Linked DNA regions of Sus scrofa: region 1 is linked to region 2. Evidence: chromatin contacts called from public Hi-C data. All regions are on one chromosome and are shown on one strand. The core of a region is the stretch at or near the end of the contact, and the rest is flanking DNA. Distances in the headings are between cores, read along the strand shown. Region 1 has its middle 66 kb from the start of WISP3. Region 2 overlaps FYN (FYN proto-oncogene, Src family tyrosine kinase).

What was found. Hi-C and Micro-C count contacts between places; a contact is called where the count stands out from the background.
Region 1: a Hi-C map of omental adipose tissue shows a contact between it and region 2, with 2.4 times the contacts expected there. The contact joins two enhancer-like sites. A contact is called at or near these places in 24 of 47 Hi-C or Micro-C datasets (adipocytes, alveolar macrophages, blood and 14 more) and 2 of 2 datasets of contacts at active chromatin or transcription factors (alveolar macrophages and skeletal muscle).

Annotation. Positions count from the first base shown.
Region 1 is chr1:77,937,516-77,942,516 of Sscrofa11.1, forward strand. No RefSeq gene overlaps it. Among named protein-coding and RNA genes, the nearest start is that of WISP3, 66 kb to the right of the region's middle. Within about 2 kb of position 3,281, at least 15 of the 83 cell types and tissues checked have an H3K27ac peak or open chromatin away from gene starts, as enhancers often do. A contact at or near this core is called in omental adipose tissue, where this site is marked.
Region 2 is chr1:77,633,118-77,638,240 of Sscrofa11.1, forward strand. FYN (FYN proto-oncogene, Src family tyrosine kinase) reads right to left here. Exons shown (of 11, transcript NM_001080206.2): 2 at 5,042-5,123. Among named protein-coding and RNA genes, the nearest start is that of FYN, 6.7 kb to the right of the region's middle. Within about 2 kb of position 2,419, at least 22 of the 83 cell types and tissues checked have an H3K27ac peak or open chromatin away from gene starts, as enhancers often do. A contact at or near this core is called in omental adipose tissue, where this site is marked.

The DNA of each region.
Region 1 (5,001 bases), core at 2,031-4,530, 310 kb after region 2:
CAGCTCCAAGCCACTGAATAGACCCAACTATCTCCTGTTTTGGCTTATGGAACATCTTGGTAACAATGGTGGGAAACAGACTCACCCCTAGACTGTGATTCAGAAAAAGACTGATTCAGAGAAACACAAGGTACTTGGTGGAGCTGCAGGATAGCTGGGAGGCAGGGGTCCCTGCTGGGAGAGTCTTGAGGGCAGAGAGCCGCGGAAGGTAGGAGGAAAGTAAATGCTGCGTGAACACACACTCAAGATCTCACAGGGGCTCTTGAATAGGCAGCAGTCATGATTTCATGAAGGGGACTCTTAGCCTAAACCCTAGTTACTTTTCTCTACATGGAAGGTGGGCATCTGGGAAGCCCAATCCTAAGAGTAGAGTCCCTCTGAGATCTATCCCCAGATTCCTGAGCAGCCACTCAAATAGAAAATATGGGCAATGGGTTAATGCTGAGCTTCTGTGCCCCTGAGCTTCCCTGAAAGTGCAGAGGGAGAGAATAAAGACCCATGGGCTCTGGGCCTTGGGGGAAAAACAGAGGAAGGGAAGTGAAGACTATGTGATACCCAAATAGAAAGGAGTCAGAGGAGTTCCTGTTGTGGCGCAGTGGAAACGAATCTGACTAGGAACCATGAGGTTGTGGGTTCGATCCCTGGCCTTGCTTAGTGGATTAAGGATCTGGCAGTGCCCTGAGCTGTGGTATAGGTAGTGGATGTGGCTCAGATCCTATGTTGCTATGGATGTGGTATAAGCCAGCAGCTGTAGCTCTGATTAGACCCCTAGCCTGTGAATCTCCATGTGCTGTGGGTGTGCCCACTCCCCGCAAAAAAAAGGGCAAAATAGGAAGGAGTCGGGAACACAGAACAGTCTACCAGAAAACAAGCTACCTTTTCTTGATGAACTGAGATCTTATTCGCCATGAGGACACTTCCACAATGATTGTGGACCAACGTCAAGTCCTGGACTGGGTTAGGAATGGAGGGAAAGAAATGTGGAGGAATATCGTCTCAGCAGGGGTGAACATTTGTATCAAATGCCTCTGATAAAACCTCCACTTTCCTTGGGGAAGTTTTCAGGCCATCAGTCATTCACACTCTAAGCTAAATTAGTGAAATGGCTACTTTCCTTCTGATATTTACATGAGGAAGGAGAAAGTTTTAGTTGGCATGAGCACTGGGGAACTTGGGTGGTAGAAGGGTATTTGGGGTGGGAGAGGGAAAGGTTGGGTAAAGCTTTGCACACTTTAGAAGTCAGGTGTGACAGGATGTCATAATGGGGCCCTGAAGCCAGAGGAAGTACTGTGACATTCAACATGTGTGTGGGATGTTCACAGATAAGGGACCAAACAAATCTAGTGACAAATGTATTTCCCAAGCCAGAAATGTTGCATCTTTGGACCCATATTGGCCAGAGTATTTAATCTGTATGGTGGAAATATGTGTTAGTGCTGACCTGCATATCTGAAAAAGGAACATTTTATTTTAAAGCTAGTAAGGAAAAGAAATCTTAAGAATAAAACCGAGAAACTTCAAAGATCTGAGCTTTCTATATAAGGACAGAAGCTTTTTTTTTTTTTTTTTTTTTTTTCCTGTAAGTGGAACAGATTATCAGCTTGGGGATGTAGAGCCTCTTTACGAATCTTAAACCCAACTGCAGAGAAGCCGACATTGAAACTGGAGAAGGCGAGTTTGTGTCCTTAGAGAGCTCTGATGATGTTTAGGCTGAGCTTTCGGTTAAACGTTTTGAGACCTGTTAAGAATTGTAAACTCTCCTTTCTCTTAGTTCGGCTGCTGTAAAACAGAAAAACAAAAGCAAGGGTCAGAGAGTTGCTCACTTGGAGAAGACCCCAGGAAGGACCAAATAATTCATCAAGTGAAGCAGATGTGGTCCAGAAAAAAAAAGACTAACTGGAGAAAATCCATCTGAAGACCAGGCTCTTTGTTGACAGCTGGCCAGAAAGACATCCCAGGATTTCTACACACTCTGAAAATGTAGAAATGGGTGACCCATCACCCTCTGTATAGGAAAAATTGGTTTACTTTATATGTATAATATATATTGAATATAGAATGTTTGCTTTAAAAAATCATATTTATTGGCATTCTCATTGTGGCTCAGTAGGTTAAGAACCCAATTAGTATCCATGAGGATGCAGGTTCCATCACTGGCCCTCACTCAATGGGTTAAGGATCTGGCATTGCCATGAGCTGCGGAGTAGCTTGTGGATGTGGCTGGGCTCTGGCATTGCTGTGGCTTCCTGGGAACCTACATATACAGGGGGCAGCCATAAAAAGACAAAAAATAACAACAATAACATTTATTGATCTTACCTTCACTATAGAGAAGTATGAAGAGGTAAACAAAAGGATAGGCTATAATCTCACTTTGATAAATAGATCAGTGAACAAATCTATCCATGGTCACAAAATACAAATATACAGAAAGGCCTAATTCTTTTTTTTTTCTTTTTGTCTTTTTGCTATTTCTTGGGCCGCTCCCGCGGCATATGGAGGTTCCCAGGCTAGGGGTCTAATCTGAGCTGTAGCCACCGGCCTACGCCAGAGCCACAGCAACGCGGGATCCGAGCTGTGTCTGCAACCTACACCACAGCTCACGGCAACGCTGGATCGTTAACCCTCTGAGCAAGTGCAGGGACCAAACCCACAAACCTCATCGTTCCTAGTTGGATTCGTTAACCACTGTGCCACGACGGGAAGTCCCAAGAAAGGCCTAATTCTTGATTTATTTGTTTGGCTTCTGATTGATGGACAGTCTATTTGTTCCCCCTCCCACTCTTTTTTTTTTTTTTTTTTTTTATATTACAAATCTTGCTGCTGTGAATATCCTTGTATGAACAAGGTGAACATCTTGGTGAACTTCCACTCAGATACCCAGTGGGCAAGTTCCTAGCACTAGGAAGGCCAAGTCAAGGGACATGCATAAAAATTGTAACAGATCATAGCTACCCTTTACTGAATAGGTACTTTGGGCCAAGAAAACGTCTATGTATTATTTTGCATCCTCATAAAAACCTTTCAAGGTCATGAATATCATTTGTGATCACAGGGGAGGGTGACCTGAAATTCAGGCAGGAGGAGGGGTCTACCTTGGGTAAGAGCTGCTGGTGGCAGAACTGGAGTTTGGTCTGAGTCTTTCTGTCTTGGAACTGACATGGCCACACAAGGGTAACAAATAACATTGAGGAGATTGCCAAACTGGAAGGACCTTGGCCATCTCCTAGTCCAAGGCTTTCCATCCCAGACATGGCAGGGAGACTTCAAGCTCAGTGTTTTGCCAAAGGCGATGTTGCTAGGTTGTACAGGGAGCTGCCTTCTAGGACAGAGCCCTTACAAGGGCACTAAGGGGTTTGCACGCTGGGGCCAGAGAGGTTCTTCTTCCCAGGAAAAGCTCGGATGAAGCATAGAAATTCAGAGCTGCTCTGCTTGAATGGAGGGAGGCAGCCCAGTGCCTGCCTATCCATTTTTCTCCACCTGTTCTGTCCCTGTCTTGGCCCCTCTGCGGAACACAGTTTGAAAACCACGCTCTGCACCACAGCTGCTGTGCCTTCCACGTTAATGATCCTTACTGTCCTGGGCAATACCCAAAGCTCTGAATTGTTCCTGCAAGTGTCTGAGTGGGGCGGGGGGGGGGGGGGGGGGGGGGGGGACGGCACCCTTCCTGCTGCTGTTCCCTTGGCCTCATCTTCCTGCCTAGGGGAGGCCTGGCCTTGCTCCTTGCTCATGCTTCTTGCCTTCCGGACAGGCTATTACAGATGCATTTAGGACCCTGGCAGGGTTGTAAAAACGCACTATGATTAATCCTAGCCGAAAAGTCAGAAAGCATAAGAAAGACGAGATAATCAAAACATTTTAAAATGTGAAACTATCTTCTGCCTGGGGCGGCGTCGGCGGAGAATTACAGCTGCTAAATGACCCAGTGCGATAAGCATTCTCCGCGGAGCCACCACGAGAGGATGGGCGAAAACAGCAGGAGCCGCGCCTCTGCAGAGGAAGCCAAACAGGAAATTTGATGTGAATCATCAGAAAGCAGACCGTGCAGAAAGGGGCGCTTCATCAGATGGGGCGCATGGTGGTGTGCTGTTTAGGGCAGAGGATGGAAGATGGAGCCTTCGCTGGGTCTTAGTTAGAGGCGCCGGGCGTCCGTGGTTTGCGCGAGACTGAGATGAACAGATTCTGCTGCGGGAGGAGGGACTGTTTCGGAAACTGCAAATGAACTTCAGCTTTGGGCACTAGGAGAGGAGGCCAGATTGATGCCCCAGTGATGCCAGGTGTTCTGTGTCTGAGATGCTGAGAAAACCTTCAGCAGACCGCGCGTGACCTCAGCTTATTTCCTAGTCAGTTATCCATCAATTTCTGTGTCACCTGCCCCATGGGGGTTGGGAGGCAGATCGCATTTTCGCACTTCTGGCAGACATGGAGCAATCAGTTTCCTAAAATTAGGCAGGGTTCCATTCAGTAAGACCTTCACGAAAAGTGAGGCCGCCTGCAGGCTTTGGCCCTGTGTGGCGTCCCACAGCCCCTCCTCTGCTGCGGGAACTGGCCTCTCCCCACAGGGAGGAGGTAAGAGGGAAAGGTGGGAACATGTCATCTGGGACTGTGATGCTGTCTGGAAAGCTGGAGTGCCCTGAACACTGAGACAGCCCAGGATTCCTTTTCCCCAGAAGGGGATTCTGGAGGCAACACTGCCTCTTGCTCACACCAGCTCCCCTTCCCAGCTTCAGAACTGACTACTCTTGCAGGCCCATGGATGCAAGCTTGGGATGCCAGGACCAGGAGGTCAAGGTGGTTTTGAAGATGTTCAAGTCATTTCCCAAGAGGATATCAATAACTGCTGCAGGCTGAAATGAAGGCAGAGAAAGTCTGCTAGAAGGAGTCCTGGACTTGGACTCTGGAGAGAGGCTTCAAGGTCTCCTTTCACCACTGGGCTCTTGGGCTTCACTCTTCATCTCTTTTCTTTCCTGTTATATAAAGAGGCTGGACTAGGAGATGGCT
Region 2 (5,123 bases), core at 1,169-3,668:
TCTGACTTACTTCACTTTGTGTGATAATCTCAGGTTGCATCTGCTGGCAAAGGTTTTAAACAAGGTATGTTTTAATTAGTTTCTCAGTCTTTTTCTAATCTATTAAATGAATTTAAACAGATAATCAAAAAAGGGAGATAATTTCTCCCAGAAAGTCCTTTATTAATAAGCTTAAATTTAGGTCATGTCCAGATTTTTATGATAAAATAATTCACACATATCAAAGACTGTATGTTGCATGTGAACACCTGAGGCCCAACCCCCCAACTGAAGACTAGATCATTACCAGGCTGTGGAACTGGCCCTGGGTTGCTCACCGATCTCATCCCTCTCCTTTCAGGTTCAAATCATGAAATTAAAAAATGTTAACATTTTAGCAGTTTCTGTTGGTTTCATTTCCATGTCCTCCAAAAGAAATACATGCACTTGTCAGTACACCATCTAAGAACATATGCGGAAGTTTTTTTTTCTTTAAACATTGCATATGTTTAAGGAAATTGCTTTGCAGCCATTATCTTCATTTTAATACAGTAATGCTTACTGCTTGGAAATTCCACTAGATGGAGACATTTCATCATAAAGAATAACAATACCTATCATCTCCAGCCTTTCTCTTCCTTTCTTTCTCTCTTTCACACCCACAATACCCTCCCGCCCCTACACTCACACCTGGGTATTCTCCAAAAGAGTGAAGAAATATTAAATGCTTGCAGTAGAGACTAATTTTTTTTTTAATTGCAAGATAACCTTCACTGAGTTAGTTCTAACTGATTTAAATGAAAAAAAAAAAGATGGAAATGTCATCTGAGGCAGGAAGCCAACACATTTTGCTGCAGGTTGGGACAAGCCCAGCCTTATTCAGGTGATCTGGTATTAATCAAGCTATTTCCATTTCAAATCTATCTCATTTTGGTCTCAGCAGAGATGAGAATCCAACTACCAGATCATTTTAAAGTCATGTATTAGGAATTCATGATTTTCTCTTAAGTGACTCCATTAATCTCACAAGGGTTTTCAGTTACTCATGAGAGAGATAAAATCCTTCTTTCTTTTTCAAGGCCATCTAGGGTCACTTTCTCCATCAAAGGAGATATGAGGTGACAAGGACACAATGTATTATGTAGTAAGGCTCACATGCTGTGCCCAGATAGGCTGGAATGGACTTGAGACATAAAAAAAAAAAAAAAAAAAAAAAAAAGTCTTTGAGCAAATGAATAAATCTCTTTTTAAGACCCTAGGAAGCTAATTCAAATAAATAGGTGATTTCTGCACAAACTATTCACCTTGATTTAGGAAAATAGGATCTTTACTACATTACTTTTCCTTGTTTGAGTTATTGTAGGTAATTGGTATTATTAAAGCTGCATTTTTCTTTTTTCCCCCCTCTTTTTAGGGTGGCACCTGTGGCATATGGAAATTCTCAGGCTAGGGGTCGAATTAGAGCTGCAGCTGCTGGCCTATGCCACAGCCACACCATATCCTTCACCCACTGAGCAAGGTCAGGGATCAAACCGGAGTCCTCACGGACACCATGCTGGGTTCTTAACTCACTGAGCCACAGTGGAAACACCTAAAGCTGCATTTCTTTAAAGAGTTCTTACAGTTCAGCTATTTCATTAATTCAGGGTTGATGAGATTTTAACTCATCTTGCTCGGATTCAAATATACAATTTACGCACATATAGTTTGTGAATAGTTTCTCTAACTCTTATCTGGCCCTGGTTTAGAACAGCTTTTAAGTTTGCCTAAGAGCTTCCCCTGTTGTTCTAATTTAAAGACTTATCAAAATTAAAAGTCTCTTTCCAATCCCCAGCATTGCTCAGAGGGCTCATGGTCCCAGGAGCTGGGAGCCCAGAGCCCTGATGGAGCCAGGAAGTGGCATTTGCCAACAGAAGTCAGCCTTGATCTATGGAGCTATGGAGCATTATCATTATAAATGCTGAATTCTTTCTAACTTTGGTCACTGCTCATCTTACTCTCAGAGAGCATATCCATAACAATTTGAAAAATGCTTTGATGGGCTCTAAACCAGATTTCTTCTTATCATGATGAAAAGAACTTAAAGGAGTTGCTAGCCTAGGCAATGAGCAGTACTCCACTCTGTGTAAAGTGTTTACTGTATTTTAGAGCTGCTGTTTCTAGGTGGTACATCCCTGGCCGTGAAATGAGAAAATAGGGAATAAAACAGATGAAGGTACCTATTCAAAAATGGGTCAAGTTCAAGGATGTGCAAATACCCTGTACTAAGCACCTACACTAGGTCAGCGAAGGAGGCCCACCCCCCCTTGGTGAGGAGAGTGCTGGGCACAGGCGCACACGCGGATCACGTGTCATGCTGCCATGCGAAACACAAAGGCTGGTCCTTGAGTTCTGCCTCTAGACTGGGAAAGGAGTGGGAGGACACACACTGGGAGATGTGGCAGCTGCCCCAGGGAGATCACAGCCCTGTCCCTCCCTCTCTTTCAAGCGATGAGAGCCAGGGCCCCAGAGAGGCTGGGGGAGGGGGAGGGAGACGCCTGCCATCTGGTTCTGTCCTCTCGCTTTGTTTTTCCTGCCTCATTTTCTCTTCCCTGTTATTACCCTTGACTTCAGGATACTGTGTTTGTTACAAAAACCTTATTCCCCTGCACCCCTCCCCAATAACCTTGGAAAAGGGTATTTAAATGGCATGTAAGATGAGAAATTCCACTGGCAAGAGAGAAGACTATTAGACGGGGAAAAAAACCCCTTTGTAATATTTTCTTTTAAGAGAACAGGGTCAGAAGTTCAAAAGCCTTCTGTAAACATTACAGGCCAGGCATGCAAATCACAAAATATAGATTGAGATAGATCAGCTCTTCCTTGAGTGTTTCTCCACAGCTGCAACTGGAAGCCATTCAAGATCCTATCCACATTAACGGAGGAAGAAATCGCAAGTTTGATTTGGGCGAGGACTGGCTCTCCAAGTGCCCTACAACCGATGTGGGGATCCACCCGCCCTATGGGGAAAACCTAAGAAGAACTGTGTACGGGAATGCCTACTATTCTTTAATTCTCACCTTTTAGAAATTACAGATTGATTGAAAGTTCTAACCATCCTTGGCATTTAGGAAATATTGTATAAAATGGGGAGAGGTAGGGAGGGTTATTTCAGATTTCAAAGTTAGTAGACTGACAAGAAGCATTCATCTGAGCATCAGATTAACAGTAAGGAATCATCAATCAGAAGAGATCAAATCCCCCCCCCATCCCTTCAAAACTTCATGCAACACAAATGGCTCAGCCCCTCTAGCAGGGACCTTTCCCACACTGACCCTGACGCTGCCCTTGGGATGGATACCGGCCCAATGCACCGGGGCAGATCCCTAACCTGAGCCTCTGGCTCCTCATCTGTCAAACAATGACTGAGACACGTCTCAGACAGTCGTTGTGAAGAATAAACGAGAACATTTGTAACTTAGCACATGGCTGGCACATAAGGAGCCTTCAATAAAGGGCAACTGTTTACTATTTTTAAAAAATGCCTCTGGCTAGAGAAGGAGGGCTTGGGGGCGGGAGCAGGTAATTCTTTTTGATCTGGGTATGTGTTGCACAGGAATGTTTGGTTTGTGAGTATTCTGCAAATAGTACACACTTTAATGAAATTGCAGTAAAATAAGTACAATGCACGACTTGAACCATTTTCAAGCTGAGTGGCATTATTCTTATTCAAGTATCACCACGTACATTTTTGATCCGTGTACTTGACCACATGTCTTTAAAGTAAAAAGTTAAAAAAAAAAAAAAAAACTACCCACTCTCCTGCTAATGATGACAATAAAGATTTCAAAAATAACCCTGTAACTATGGAAATGGTGCCTTCTGATGTCTGGAAGTCACTGGCCTCTTATGGGAAGGGGGGAGGCCGTTCTTGCCTCTGAAAGGTGGTCCTGAGAATCAGGGGCGTCCCAGAGAAGGGGTGGGTTTTCCCAAGAGGCAGTTGTCAGGGCCTGAGGAAGTTCCCTGTTCCAAGGACCGCTCTTCTTCCTAGGTGAGTGGGCTGCCTCTTGCCTGCCCTCACGCGTGCTCTCAGGGAAACTGAGAAAGCCAGGTTTCCCGCCCTTCAGAAATCCAATTTGCTTAGAGAGCAGAGGGCAGTGTAGCCAGCACCCAGGTGGTGTCCTTCCCCAGCCACTGGGGGGCGCTCAGGAGGAAAACGTGAGGTGTAGGGAGAGGGTCTGTCTTGCAGACAAGGGACACCTCCATTTTCTTCAAGCCTGGGTTTTTCTGGAGGGCCCCCGACCCCGTGCACACATAGTGGTGTGCACAGCTGGTAGGTGTCTTCGCCTAACAGACAGTATTTAAAAACCATAGGGAAATCTGACCCATATTTACTCTCCCTAAAGGAAGCATTATATGCAGGATTTGGAAAGTGAGTGATTCTCAGCCTGGACATTTCCCCACTGCCTGCTGCACTGATGATGCCTGCACTGTGGTCATTCTCAAGCGGGCAAAACTGCTTTTCCTTCTAACTTACAAAGATTTCGGTCACTTGCAAAATTTCATTATGGCAAAATGCCTCCATAGGCTTCACTGACTTGGCAGTTTTGAAAAAGGAACTTGGTGCTAGCCTTCCGTGAAGTTAGGCCAACAGGTGAACTTAGAAGAAAAGCTACAGGCACAGAGAGGGTGCTGTGGCTAGGCAAGCCTGTGGCAATCACCTGAAACTGTAGCTTTATAGAGGGTGATGCAGGTGCTTTCACAACCTTTAAACCAAAACCAAAACCATCCACTCTGCTTCCATGACAGCTTCCAAAAAGCTGCCCGGATGCACAGCACCGTAAAGTATAGCACTAGTTCATCAACTTTTCTTCCCTCAAGTTAACTGCTAAGAATTAATGAATTAAGTGTTCAATTCGTCAGTTCATTAATTCTCAGCAATTTAAGATTAGATTCGGAAATCTGAAATGCTACGATCAAGTGTCCTAGAATTTCAGAGATCTAATTTTAGTGAGTGCTAACACAAGAACTGTTTCCCACTCTGAGAGGCCGTGCATGCTTTCCCGACCCTCTTCAAACTTACGAGCTGTTCAGTATTTGAAATTTTTCTCCTTTGTGAAAACTCAGGTCATCTTCCGTCCGGGCTTCATAATCGTAAAGGGCCA